Linked DNA regions of Mus musculus: all the other regions are linked to region 3. A link is a contact called in public HiCAR-type and promoter capture Hi-C data. All regions are on one chromosome and are shown on one strand. The core of a region is the stretch at or near the end of the contact, and the rest is flanking DNA. Distances in the headings are between cores, read along the strand shown.

Region 1 (2,700 bases), core at 89-2,588, 560 kb after region 3:
TAAGTGGTAAAACAGAGGCAAGTCAGCCTCTTCCGCACATCATTGCTAATAAATATGTTTGCTTATGTTTTCCAAGTGAGGTGACAGTGAACGCACATAATGAGTGAATATTTGACAGGCGTATGCACTCATGTGCCAGCTAGCATTAGAGAAAGCACCAAAGAAAAATAAAGAAAAAAACATTTTATTGTTTAGTAGTTTGGAAACTTCATTTTCAATATCCAGTGAAATTTTGTCCCCATACACAGAGAGTTAAAATGGAACCAGGAGGTAAACATCAAACTACCTTTTTAGAAATGGGCAGATTTAAAATATCATTTCATAGTTTATTATATTCCCAAATTGATTCAGTTTCGAATGAATCCTGAATGAGCATATGGAGGGGAACACAATGTCACAGAGAATGGCCATTTGACGTCTGGCTGAAGCTGTTTGTATACAGCTGCCAGGAAGTCAGTAGTAACCTCAGCTGCTGAATAGAAACGTGGCTCTATGGTGGGGATGCTGTGAGAATCGGCTTCACACTCCTCAGCCTCTGAAGTTGAGCATGTCCGTCCATGATCCGGAATAGAGGCTCTGTAGCAGGCTAAGCTGGAAAGGGGAACTCCTGATTCAGTCTGTCAGTGTCTCCAGCATCAGATTCTGCTGGCAAAGGTGGAACCCTCCTCTGTTTTTAGTGACCGATTTAACATTGGGTAACATCTTCTCCCTTCATTTTAAACCTGTATTTGAACGATTTATATTTATGTCTTTCTTTTTGCCCTTGCTCAACCATTAGCTCCTTGAAGATGTGTTTATGCCAATTCATAAGAGTTACGTAGAGTTAGTGTCCAGAAATGATTATGCGGATAAATGGTTCATAATAAAGAGACGAACTTTAAGCAATGTTTTTATTTTAATCAAAGATTTTTATTTGTTCTCCCTAGCTGGAGTACTTTGGATAACTTTATATCTGACGAACTTGGATGGTGTAGAGAAATGAGACAGAGGCCACTTTCTGAATAATTTAGGTTCTTAAGCTCCCTTTACCTGGTATTAAATGGAAATTTGATTGGATTGCTTTCATCCAATCTGGGCCTCATTTGACCTGATTTGAAAGTCAATAACACAGTCTGATAGAAGGCTCTAATCCATGCCTCTTCTGCTTGATTTCACAAACCTTTGGAAATACTTTTAGAAAAGAAGGTATTTTCCATCATGTCTGGGGCTCCCTTTGGAGGACAGGTGGGGAACAGGAACCAGAAACTGCGCTCCCTGGTGTCCTTGGTTGCATCTGTACCGCGACTGGCATTTCCTCCCACACCTTCTACTAACAAATGCATTTTCTTGATGTGGGTGTAAACCTAATTTCCCTGTACATAATGCTCTTGCCTCCAGAGTGTGCAGAGCTGGCTGGAATCTGCACTAAGTGGTTCGGGAATAAAGGCTTTTCTTGTCATTATTTGCACAGTCTGTAGTATTCAGCTGCCAACCCATGCCATATTATTTGTGTGATGCTTGGTGACAGTCTGTGTTGAGTTTCAGCTATGATTCTTGACATAATTTAATGAGCTGGAATGCCATTTTCCCCTGTAAAAAATATGCACATATTTTCAATGCCAGCGCAACATTGTTTATTTTACACATACATTATTTTTTCTGAATGCAAATTTTCTACTCTTAACAAATATTAACATGAGATGTTCAGTATATAAAAAGCACTCTTTCTCCTACTTGCTTTTAGAAGCAGTTTAGTCTTCAGCATAATTGAGGACAAAAATGTGCCTACTTGCCTGCACAAGGCTTGCCTCTGTCCTACTCATCCTAATTAGCTTTTAACAAGCTGTCAGTCTCTACCCTCTATGTTGCATTTGTGAAAAGGGGGCCAGGATGGTTGCAGTCACCCTGTGCAAGCAGTCTGGGCTTCTTAAAGAAGGCATCTCCCAGCTGACAGGGTGACCCTAAGCACCACCACTTTGAGTCAAACACAATATGGTTTCTGCCTAGTGTCACACACAGATGCTTAGTTCATATTTCTGCATTCTTATCTGCTGCTCTTTCATTAGAGATGAGGTTGGCTTTTGGACCCATGCGTACCTGTACACTGATTGTCCTTGATACAACGGGGAAAATCCTATTTAATATTTTTCTTTTTTTAATTCTGTTATTTAAAAGATATGTTTACATTTCCTGTTCTTAATAATTTAATTCATATACTTCAACTCGTATTAAATGATTAAAAAGTTACCTGGTAGCTGGGCGGTGGTGGTGCATTCCTTTAATCCTAGCACTTGGTAGGCAGAGGCAGACAGATTTCTGAGTTTGAGGCCAGCCTGATCTACAGAGTGAGTTCTAGGACAGCCATGGCTACACCACAGAGAAATCCTGTCTTGAAAAGCCAATAAATAAATAAATAAATAAATAAATAAAATAAAAAAGGTTACCTGGTGAACTGAAATCACTTGTTAATGCATAGTATGTTATTGCTTTTCCTTTAGGTTTTGTCCAAGGCTTGCATAAGGTTGTGCACGTCTTTATGTTTTTGTATCTACACACAGTTAGTTAGTTTCTTTATAGATTATGTATGTGTATATATATACATACATACCCTTACTTTTGTGGAATAAAATTCTTAAATTGTCACTTTCCTATAAAATGAAACTTTTTAACTGACTTAGCACCTTGAACATGTGTTTAAGAGGAATTCTCTAGAGACAGATG
Region 2 (2,700 bases), core at 188-2,687, 850 kb before region 3:
AAGAAGGAGAAAAAAAAAAAGAGCAGGTAGGTAGCAGCACATGCCTCTCAGAGTTCCTGGGGCAGCTGCAGTCAAGTTAGAGGCTAGCCTGGTCTACAGAGCAAGTTCCAGTATAGCCAGGGTTATAAAGAAACTTTGTCTTGAAAAAACAAAACAAACAGTATTAAGGCTCAGTGTTGGGCAGAGGTGGAGGGTGGCTTGATTGTGGAGAAGCGCTGGGAACCTGCATATCTCTGACTACTCAAAAATACGATGCAGTCATGGCGTTCAGCCTTAGCTGCAGACTGCGCTTCTGATACTAAAAGCAATCCTCCTATCATGGAATAAACCAATGACACTGTCCTCCCCACGGGGGAGCAATGTGCAGGAGCAGGATACAGTGCAGAGAAATGCCACCCTGCAGGTTAAAAGAAGGCCACACCGCTCCGGCTCAGGCCAAGGTTATCTCCCAGACATCGAAGGACGCAAAACAAATGCCACAAGAAAACAGCCTTCAAACAGGGACCGTTACAGCCCTCCGGGATTGCTAGTCTCCCGGCCTTCTTTTCTTCCGCTGAGCTGAGAAATGCCAGGGAGAGAACCGAAGGTCAGAGCGGTTCCTCCTAGCCTGCGATCCCCAGAAGGAGCGCTAAGGCCTGGGGACGTTAGGAGACTGCCTGTGCCCGCTTCTGCTCACCGGTGAATCACAATCCCCTTAGCAAAAAAAAAAAAAATTAACTCCTCCTTTGCAAGCCAGTGGGACAACAGAGGTGGGGGCGAGGTGGTTTATAAATTACCAAAGGCTCTGGCTCAAGACACAGCGAACCAAGAAAGCAGGGGAGCTAATTAGGTCCTAGGAAAGGTTAAACAGCTGTCAGAGACGCCAGGCGAGGAGAACTTCACCTGTTTCCACTCCTATCTGCCTGTGGACTTCAAGGATGCGAACAGGACATCCTCGGTGCCCGGGCTAGGGGTCCTGGGGAATCGTGCACTCTGAGAAAACATGGGTGACACCGGGTGCCCCCACTGCATTACACGGATGCAAACACGACACCCTCAGACCCCAGAGATCAGAAGAAGCAGGGAGAGGCAGATGCGCGTTCACGGAAACACGGGATATCCCTATTGCAGGACAAGGATGCAAATGTGACATCCTCAAAGGGCCCATGGGCAACCGGGATAAGCGATGGGGGTTTCGTTTAGAGGAGCAAGGACGAGACGGGGCATCCCCTTTCGCTCTGCTCACCACTTGCTGCGCGCCGCGGAAAGTGGCGTCCAGCAGCATCAGTTTCCAGGGGTCGGACACCGCGCTGGGCAGTGGGATGTACACGTAGTAGGCAGCCAGAGCCAGCAGAGCGGCCAGTAGGACGCATGACGACCTCATTGTCCCCAGGCCGGGCTGTCCGGAGCTGACCGCGGTACGGTGCGATGCTACCCGGAGAAGACCAGCAAGTTTCTGCCAGCCGCAGCTGCTGTTTCACGTGTTCCTCCTCAGGCTGCGAGCCAATCACAGGCTGCGTCGGGAGGAAGTGGGAGCGCGGATGTGCCCCCTCCGCGGTGTCCTTGCGAATAGCTGCGGGCTCGCCAGGTTGCAGGAAGCAGGGTGGTGCAGCCCGGAGGACACACAGCAACCAGCAACCCCTGGCGGACACTGTGAGTATGACTGCCTGCGATGCCAAGCTGCCTCTGAAGGTGTGGCAAAAGGGGTTCCGGGTCAGCCTGAGCTACCAGAAATAGTATCAGAAGAAAAACTAACAGTAACAAACAAACAATAAATCCGTTGGGTTTGGCACACTTAACTGTTATCCTTGGTCTTGAAAGGAGGAGACAGGATGAAGGCCAAGGTCATCTTGGACTGCATAACAAGTTTGAGTCCATACTGGGCTAGATGAGAAACCCTGCCTCAAGAAAACCAAAGTATCAGACAAACAAGCAAATAGAAAACTCAGATAGTTGCACTGTGCAACTTTCAAAGAATATAAAGCATCTGATCAAAACAAAGAGACTACTGCAAAAGATACCAAAACTCCTCTCGAGAGAAACACTTGATAAAGTCAGTAAGCGGTTTAAAAAGAGAGTTTCTGGCATGGTGGTGCACACAGCCTGGTTCACATTGTGAGTTCTAAGCCACCCATGGCTATATGGGGGGCATTGCACAACAAACACACAGATACACATACACACACACACACACACACACAGAGAGAGAGAGAGAGAGAGAGAGAGAGAGAGAGAGAGAGAACTAATACCTGATTTCTCATAGCTCATGCAATAAGGCCAGTGTTGGCTTCCAAATGCCCTCAGCTGGGCCTGGTGATAGCACCTGTAATCTCAGAATTGGGAAGGTGGAAACAGGAGGACCAGGATTTTGAAGCCAACCTGGGTTATATGAAACCTTGCTGGAAAAAAAAAATAATAGAAAAAAGGTCTGGGAATTCAGTTCAATGACAGAGTGCTTCTCCCCCCCCACACACACAAAGCCCTGGGGTTACTTCTCAGCACCATATATAATCAGTAAAGCAAAGATCTTATCGTAAACTGTTTGTTTTTAATTATGTGATGTGTGTATCTCTGTGTGGAAATGTGCACAGGAGAGCAAGTGTTTGTGGATGCCAGAAGAGAGCACGGGATTCCCTGGATCCTGAGCGGCCTGACATGGGCGCAGGGAACTGGACTCTGGTCCTTCGCAAAACCTTTGAAAAGTGAACACTTAGCTACCAA
Region 3 (2,700 bases), core at 41-2,540:
GTTCCCAGAAAAACCTCATCTTCTCCGTTTCTACTCTCCTTTAGGCGTCTCCAGTTTCAAGTGTGTGTTTAGGGATAATTTCATATTTTTCTTTTTCTTCCTCTTCCTCCAAAGCTTCTCAGGAATTCTGGCACGAAATCCTTGGATACATTTGCTCTGCCAAGTTTTGCTGCTCCAGCCCCCTCCCTCCTCCAGAGGCTTCTGGGGTGCTCTTCTTTTGGATTTACATGCAAAGAACCTATATATGTTTATATATCGGTCGGGTAGCTTATGATACATTTACGTGCGTCTCAAAGCTTGGTTTTCATCTTCTTCTCCTCAACACAGCGAAATGTTCCAGAGCTGATGAGCACAGAGACCATTATTCACATTCTTTTGATCCTGGTTTGGAACAAGGGGAGGGAGAGTGAAGAACTGTTTAACGTTCTGCCATCCTTAGGCTGAACGCTAGGCACCAAGAAGTATTTCTGGTTGCAGAGCAGGTACAACGGGGGCTTAGAGAGAAGGTAAGGGGGCCTCTTGAGTCTACTAGGCATGGCATTTACCTCAGTCCTAGGGACTGCTGATAACTTCCTGCTGGCTTCTACCTGCCCTCACCTTTTCCACCAACCCTACCCCATCCCTGTTCTCTACCTTGCTCCACCCTTTTCCAAAATCCCCGGGGCCCAGGAGGAGGGATCGGGTGCTGGGGAGGGTGACTGTGTTAAAGATGTGATAGTCCATTACAGTTTAAATGTGTCTTGTATTCCCCCACTTGATTGAGTTTCCCAGTACCTGCCTCTGTCTTTTAGCGGTTTAAAATACATTTTGTCCTTTATACAACAACAGTAACAAAAACAACAACAACAACAACTACAACAAAATGCTATGTCGATCAGATCAATGTTTTAAACACATCTTGGTGTTAAGTCTCCACTACTATCTTCTGATGAAAATAAAAACAATAAAAATTAATGAACTTTAATGAGCTGGGTGGTTTCTTCAATACTAGGTTTCATAGAATCTCCAAAATGCAGATAAACAGCAAGGAGGACAGTGGGCTTCAGCTCCTGTAAATTCCAGTTGTGTCACAGGGAGGGCAAATCCCCAGAGTTGAGAGAGAGGGAGCTAAGTCTAGCATAAGAAGACCTACGCGGCCAGCGAGTTTTTTAAAACCCACCTTTTACACTGCATCCAGTCCTCGATTAACTCCTGCTCTGGGGATGCGTTAACCGAACAGACCTTTTGATGGAGAAGTGGGCTCTTCTCTCTGTTCCTGGTCTTCAGCCAGCCTCCTTCCTCCCCCTCTGCCTGTCTGGCCCTGGCACTTTGCAAATCGCCGGTTTTGCGCACCCTCGCGGTGGGCGTTCTCCACGTTGCATCCTGCCCCCTCGGTCCTTCTTCCAGCGGGGTGGCCGAGTACATGCATCTTTCTCGGGGGGCTCGCTCGCACACGCCCTCTCCCGCAGCCCGCGACTCCCCACCTGCCCCGGCTCGCCTTAGCCTCTCTTCTCCTTCGGGTGCATCCCTGACCCTGGCATCCCTTCATCCCGGCCTGCTAGGGTTCGGAGCGTCGGGACGCGGCTGTGGCGGCGGTGCGGAGCTGGTGTGGGAAGCCAAGGCAGGAAAGGCGAACCCGAGTGGGTGGTGAGAGGCCAACCGAGTCCGTGGGAGCCAGGGAAGCCGAGAGGAGTGAGACACTGAGTGTGCGCTGCGCGCTGCCCTGGTCGGGGCGGACTCGTGCGGAGGCTCCTAGTCTTCCGAGCGGCGCCCCAGCCTCTGCAGTGAGCCTGCTTGGGTGCGCCTTGGGACCCAGGCACCCAGATCCCGGAGGTCGGCGGAGAGGTACCCGAGAAAGGCAGTGATTCTGAGAGTCCGCGGAGGGGAGACGCGGAGGCTGAGCGGATGGAGGAACAATGCCGCCTCCAGAAGCAAAGCCTTTCTTGAGCCTTGGCTGGAGTGTGGAGTCGGCTCTCTGCTCTGCTCTCTCCAGGCCTTGAGGCTACTTCTGGGCTTGGTTCCGCCTCTTAGTTTGACAGGAATTAGAAAGTTGCTCTTCTTCTCTACAAGGTTTCCTTTGAAGTGGCTTTCCGATCTGCGTGCTGGTTCAAGTCAAGATGTCACTTTCTGGATCCCCCGCGAGGAGCGACTAATAGATTATGCATTGTTGGGCAATAAACTCTCCTGGGAAGAGAGGGTAGTCCACCCCAAGGTTTAAACGGTTCGCCACTGACTCCTGCCAGCCTCAGCACAATGCCTTGTGAGTAGACATAATATTAAAGCAACCTGCAGTAAATTTTAAATTATTTAGGATGAGGTTTTTGAACGAGGAATAATTTATTCCGGAGGAAGCAGTTAGGCTGTTATTGGAATGAGGGAAATATGTCCCATATTTGATTCATTTGTGATTATTCTAATGAGCTCTGGCCTGTACCACTGTTTTCTCTTTCTCTCTCTCTCTCTCTCTCTCTCTCTCTCTCTCTCTCTCTCTCTCTCTCTCTCTCTCTCTCTCTCTCTCTCTCTCTCTCTCTCTTTTTCCTTCCATTTCTAGGGCCTTAGTGGTAGACATAGGGCTGGGGAAATGTGAATTTAGATAGTTAACCCTCTCTCTTTCACTGTGTGTTTTAATAGAGTGTTGACATCCCAATTTCCCTCTTTTTATACTAAAACTACTGTAGCCTATTTTGCTTAAGTAACTGGAAGTTTCATGCTATATTTGAC
Region 4 (2,700 bases), core at 123-2,622, 820 kb before region 3:
TGTGTCTATCCCTTATTCATGCTTTCCCCCAAGCAAATACTTTCTTACACTTAATACAGATTTGCCGAGTAAATAACAACCTGCAGGTGAAGATAGTATCTCTTGTTCATTTCTCACCAAAGGGCTGCCCTCGCTGTAAGAGGCTAAGCTAGCCTTCCTGCACTGCAATCCTACACTCTCACCCAACAGACTGGGAAGCTAGCTCTCCTCGGGCAGGGCACAAAGGAGGCGGCTGCCTTCTACTTTAGTGAGGAGAATGCTTGGAATGCCAGACACACCCCAGTTTAAATTGCAAGCACACTTCTCTGGGCAAGGTCCAGGCCGATTTTTCCTTTCTTCCACTCCAAAGGCTAGTGCGGAATTCTAGTGATTGGCAGGCCATAGATACTGGTAGGCAAAAAACCCTAAAAACCAACCAACCAGACAGACAAAACTATAGATTGTTTTACTCATTCTATGAACTCACCGTAGACTTGTCGAACTGCTTAGGCTGTCAAGAAGTTCTTTTGGTTTTAAAGTAGATTTTGGGCTTAAAGTGAGTTGGCTCAGTGGTTTAAAGCGTTTGTTTCTCACACATAGGCCGTGAGTTTGATTTCCAGCACCCACCTGGTGGTTCATCATTCTCTGTAATTCCAGTCTCTGGGGATCTGGCCTCCTCCTATGTCCAAGGACAGCAGGCACTCACAAATGCACATACGTTCAGGAAAAAATAATATGTATAGGCAAAAAGACACATAAAATTTATCAATCTAAATTTCAAAAGTGCTTTAAAAACCTCTTAATGAGATTTGGGGCCTAGCAACCGATCCAAACACTTGGTAAGGTTTTGAAAGTGAAAAATAATTGTTTTGAGTCCTGGTCTCCTATAGCCTAGGCTGGTCTTGTCCTCCTTAGTACAGGCTTTGAGACCACACCCAGCTAGAAGTGTATGCCTAGGCGACTGTATTATAGAACATTCCATCTAGAAACAAATTTCAAAATAGCAATACTGATCCCAGGGGTAAAACAATCCCTTCTTTTCTAGACTTCCAAGCACAGTCACTAACATTCCTAAGCTGGGAGTTGGGGTGGGGAGGGAGCAACCCACCCAGAAGCAGTTTTGCTTCAGGAGATTCTAAAATCTCCTTATACACTTTTTTATATTAATTACTCAGATGCAAGCTTGTCTTCAAAAATAAAATCTGGTTAGTAGTAAGAGCGGATCGGTTTGCGGTGCTTGGTACTTTTTCTTGAAGTTGGAGGTGATGGCAGAGAGACCGTTCATCAGGAACTGGGCTGTTTACGGAGTAAACAAGCGGTAACCACAGAAACACCTGCTGCATCCAGAGGCGCTGCAGAGCCACGCCTCCTCAAGCCCACATCCGGGCACTCCGCCGACGTTCGCACGCTCCAGCCGTTTACCGGATTTGAAACACACTCACAACCAATCAGCCGGCGCCTCCCGAAGGCAGACGTTGGGATTGACCAATCGGCAGTCCGCCCGAGGTTCCAGCCTATCAAAAGGAGGTTGACAGAGCGCGCCAATCAGCATGGCTCTTAGAGAGAGCGACTGGATTTTTTTGAATCGGAGGCGGCAGCCTCTCTCGAGCCATGGCGGCGCCTGTGAGGGGGAGACTTAGTGTTTGAGAAGGATAAGCGAGGACTGCGCCGTCGTGGTTCCTTTTTAAAATCTCTGAGCGTGGTGAGGACTGCGGGGTGAGTGGGGGACGGGAAGGGATTCGGGAACCCGGAACTGAGCACGGGCCGTGGCGACCAAGGCCGGCGCCCCCGCCGCGGTGAGCTCCCACGGCTGCGTACCTGTCTGTCCCGCTCCCCTCCATCCTCCTTCCCCACATCCGCCTCCTGTCCTGCCCTCTGCTCTCGTCCCGGCCCTTCCTTGCGGGAGGCTGGGCTCTCTATCTATTCTGCTTCTGTCCGGCGCCTCAGGGTGAAGGGCGCAGTTGGGACCGGGATTTTGGCCTCCCGCCCGCCCGCCGCAGCCCCGAGCTGCCTTGATTGTTTTGTGGTTTCCCTCTGGAATTCCTGTAGAATTCCGATTTTCAATTTTTAAAAATATAAAACACAGGCCGCCCCGCCCCTTCCTGGCCACAGATGTGTGTGGTTAGCGGTTAACTTAGCTCCCTCAGTTAGACCCGGCTAGGAGTCGCTGTGTGAGCAACTTCCTTAGCCACAAACTGGATATGACAGTGACATTTGTCTTTTAGGATGGCTGCAAGCGTTAAAAAGTGGCAAGGGAAAGATTTAAGATAGTGACTAAAATATTGAGCTCTAAGTAAATGAGAATCGCTAATTGCACTGTTATCAATAACGTATACACTATTGTAGTTTGGGTTCCTTACTCTGGTGTGACGTGTTTATGGAAAAAAAAAAGGTTTATTTAAAAGAAAAGCTGAAATGACTATTTGTTTAAAAGAATCCATGTGTTTGTGAGACAAGATCTCAGGTACCCCAGCATAGACTTGAATTGTGGAGCCTAGGGTGACAAGGAACTCTGTCTGCCTCTACCCCCTCTTCTGGGTGCTCGGATTACAGGTGTACTTTCACCTTACCTGGTTTCTGAGGTGCCCGCGGATGACTTCATGCACACTGACTGCAGCTGAGTCACATCCCGAGTCAAAGATAGATTGTTTTTATGATCACGATTCCGTTGTGTTTATTTTTAAAAGGTCTGTAGAATATGTGAAAAGGAAGAAAGTGACC

Evidence for each region. Promoter capture Hi-C pulls out the DNA fragments that hold promoters and counts their contacts. HiCAR-type assays count read pairs that join an accessible place to other places.
Region 1: a promoter capture Hi-C map of hippocampal neurons shows a contact between it and region 3, with 4 times the contacts expected there. The contact joins the enhancer-like site here to the promoter of A830092H15Rik in region 3. A contact is called at or near these places in 3 of 39 promoter capture datasets (embryonic stem cells, hippocampal neurons and stem cell-derived epiblast-like cells), 1 of 484 Hi-C or Micro-C datasets (the G1E-ER4 cell line), 1 of 115 datasets of contacts at active chromatin or transcription factors (neural progenitor cells) and 1 of 9 other capture datasets (adipose tissue).
Region 2: a HiCAR-type map of astrocytes shows a contact between it and region 3, with 3 times the contacts expected there. The contact joins the promoter of Nceh1 here to the promoter of A830092H15Rik in region 3. A contact is called at or near these places in 1 of 39 promoter capture datasets (hippocampal neurons) and 1 of 115 datasets of contacts at active chromatin or transcription factors (astrocytes).
Region 4: a promoter capture Hi-C map of hippocampal neurons shows a contact between it and region 3, with 6 times the contacts expected there. The contact joins the promoter of 1700125G22Rik here to the promoter of A830092H15Rik in region 3. A contact is called at or near these places in 3 of 39 promoter capture datasets (cranial neural crest, embryonic stem cells and hippocampal neurons) and 1 of 115 datasets of contacts at active chromatin or transcription factors (astrocytes).

What each region holds. Positions count from the first base shown.
Region 1 is chr3:25,772,794-25,775,493 of GRCm38.p6, reverse strand. The region is part of intron 3 of Nlgn1 (neuroligin 1); the gene reads left to right. Among named protein-coding and RNA genes, the nearest start is that of Nlgn1, 380 kb to the left of the region's middle. Within about 2 kb of position 1,338, at least 32 of the 459 cell types and tissues checked have an H3K27ac peak or open chromatin away from gene starts, as enhancers often do. A contact at or near this core is called in hippocampal neurons and neural progenitor cells, where this site is marked.
Region 2 is chr3:27,181,741-27,184,440 of GRCm38.p6, reverse strand. It overlaps Nceh1 (neutral cholesterol ester hydrolase 1), which reads right to left and starts at 1,437. Exons shown (of 5, transcript NM_178772.3): 1 at 1,226-1,437. The coding sequence starts at 1,363.
Region 3 is chr3:26,330,543-26,333,242 of GRCm38.p6, reverse strand. A830092H15Rik (a long non-coding RNA gene) reads right to left here and starts at 1,290. Exons shown (of 2, transcript XR_389623.4): 1 at 1,160-1,290; 2 at 1-381. It also overlaps a transcript of Nlgn1 not described here.
Region 4 is chr3:27,152,698-27,155,397 of GRCm38.p6, reverse strand. 1700125G22Rik (RIKEN cDNA 1700125G22 gene) reads right to left here and starts at 1,372. Exons shown (of 3, transcript NR_040548.1): 1 at 1,088-1,372; 2 at 467-658. It overlaps Ect2 (ect2 oncogene), which reads left to right and starts at 1,520. Exons shown (of 24, transcript NM_001177626.1): 1 at 1,520-1,695.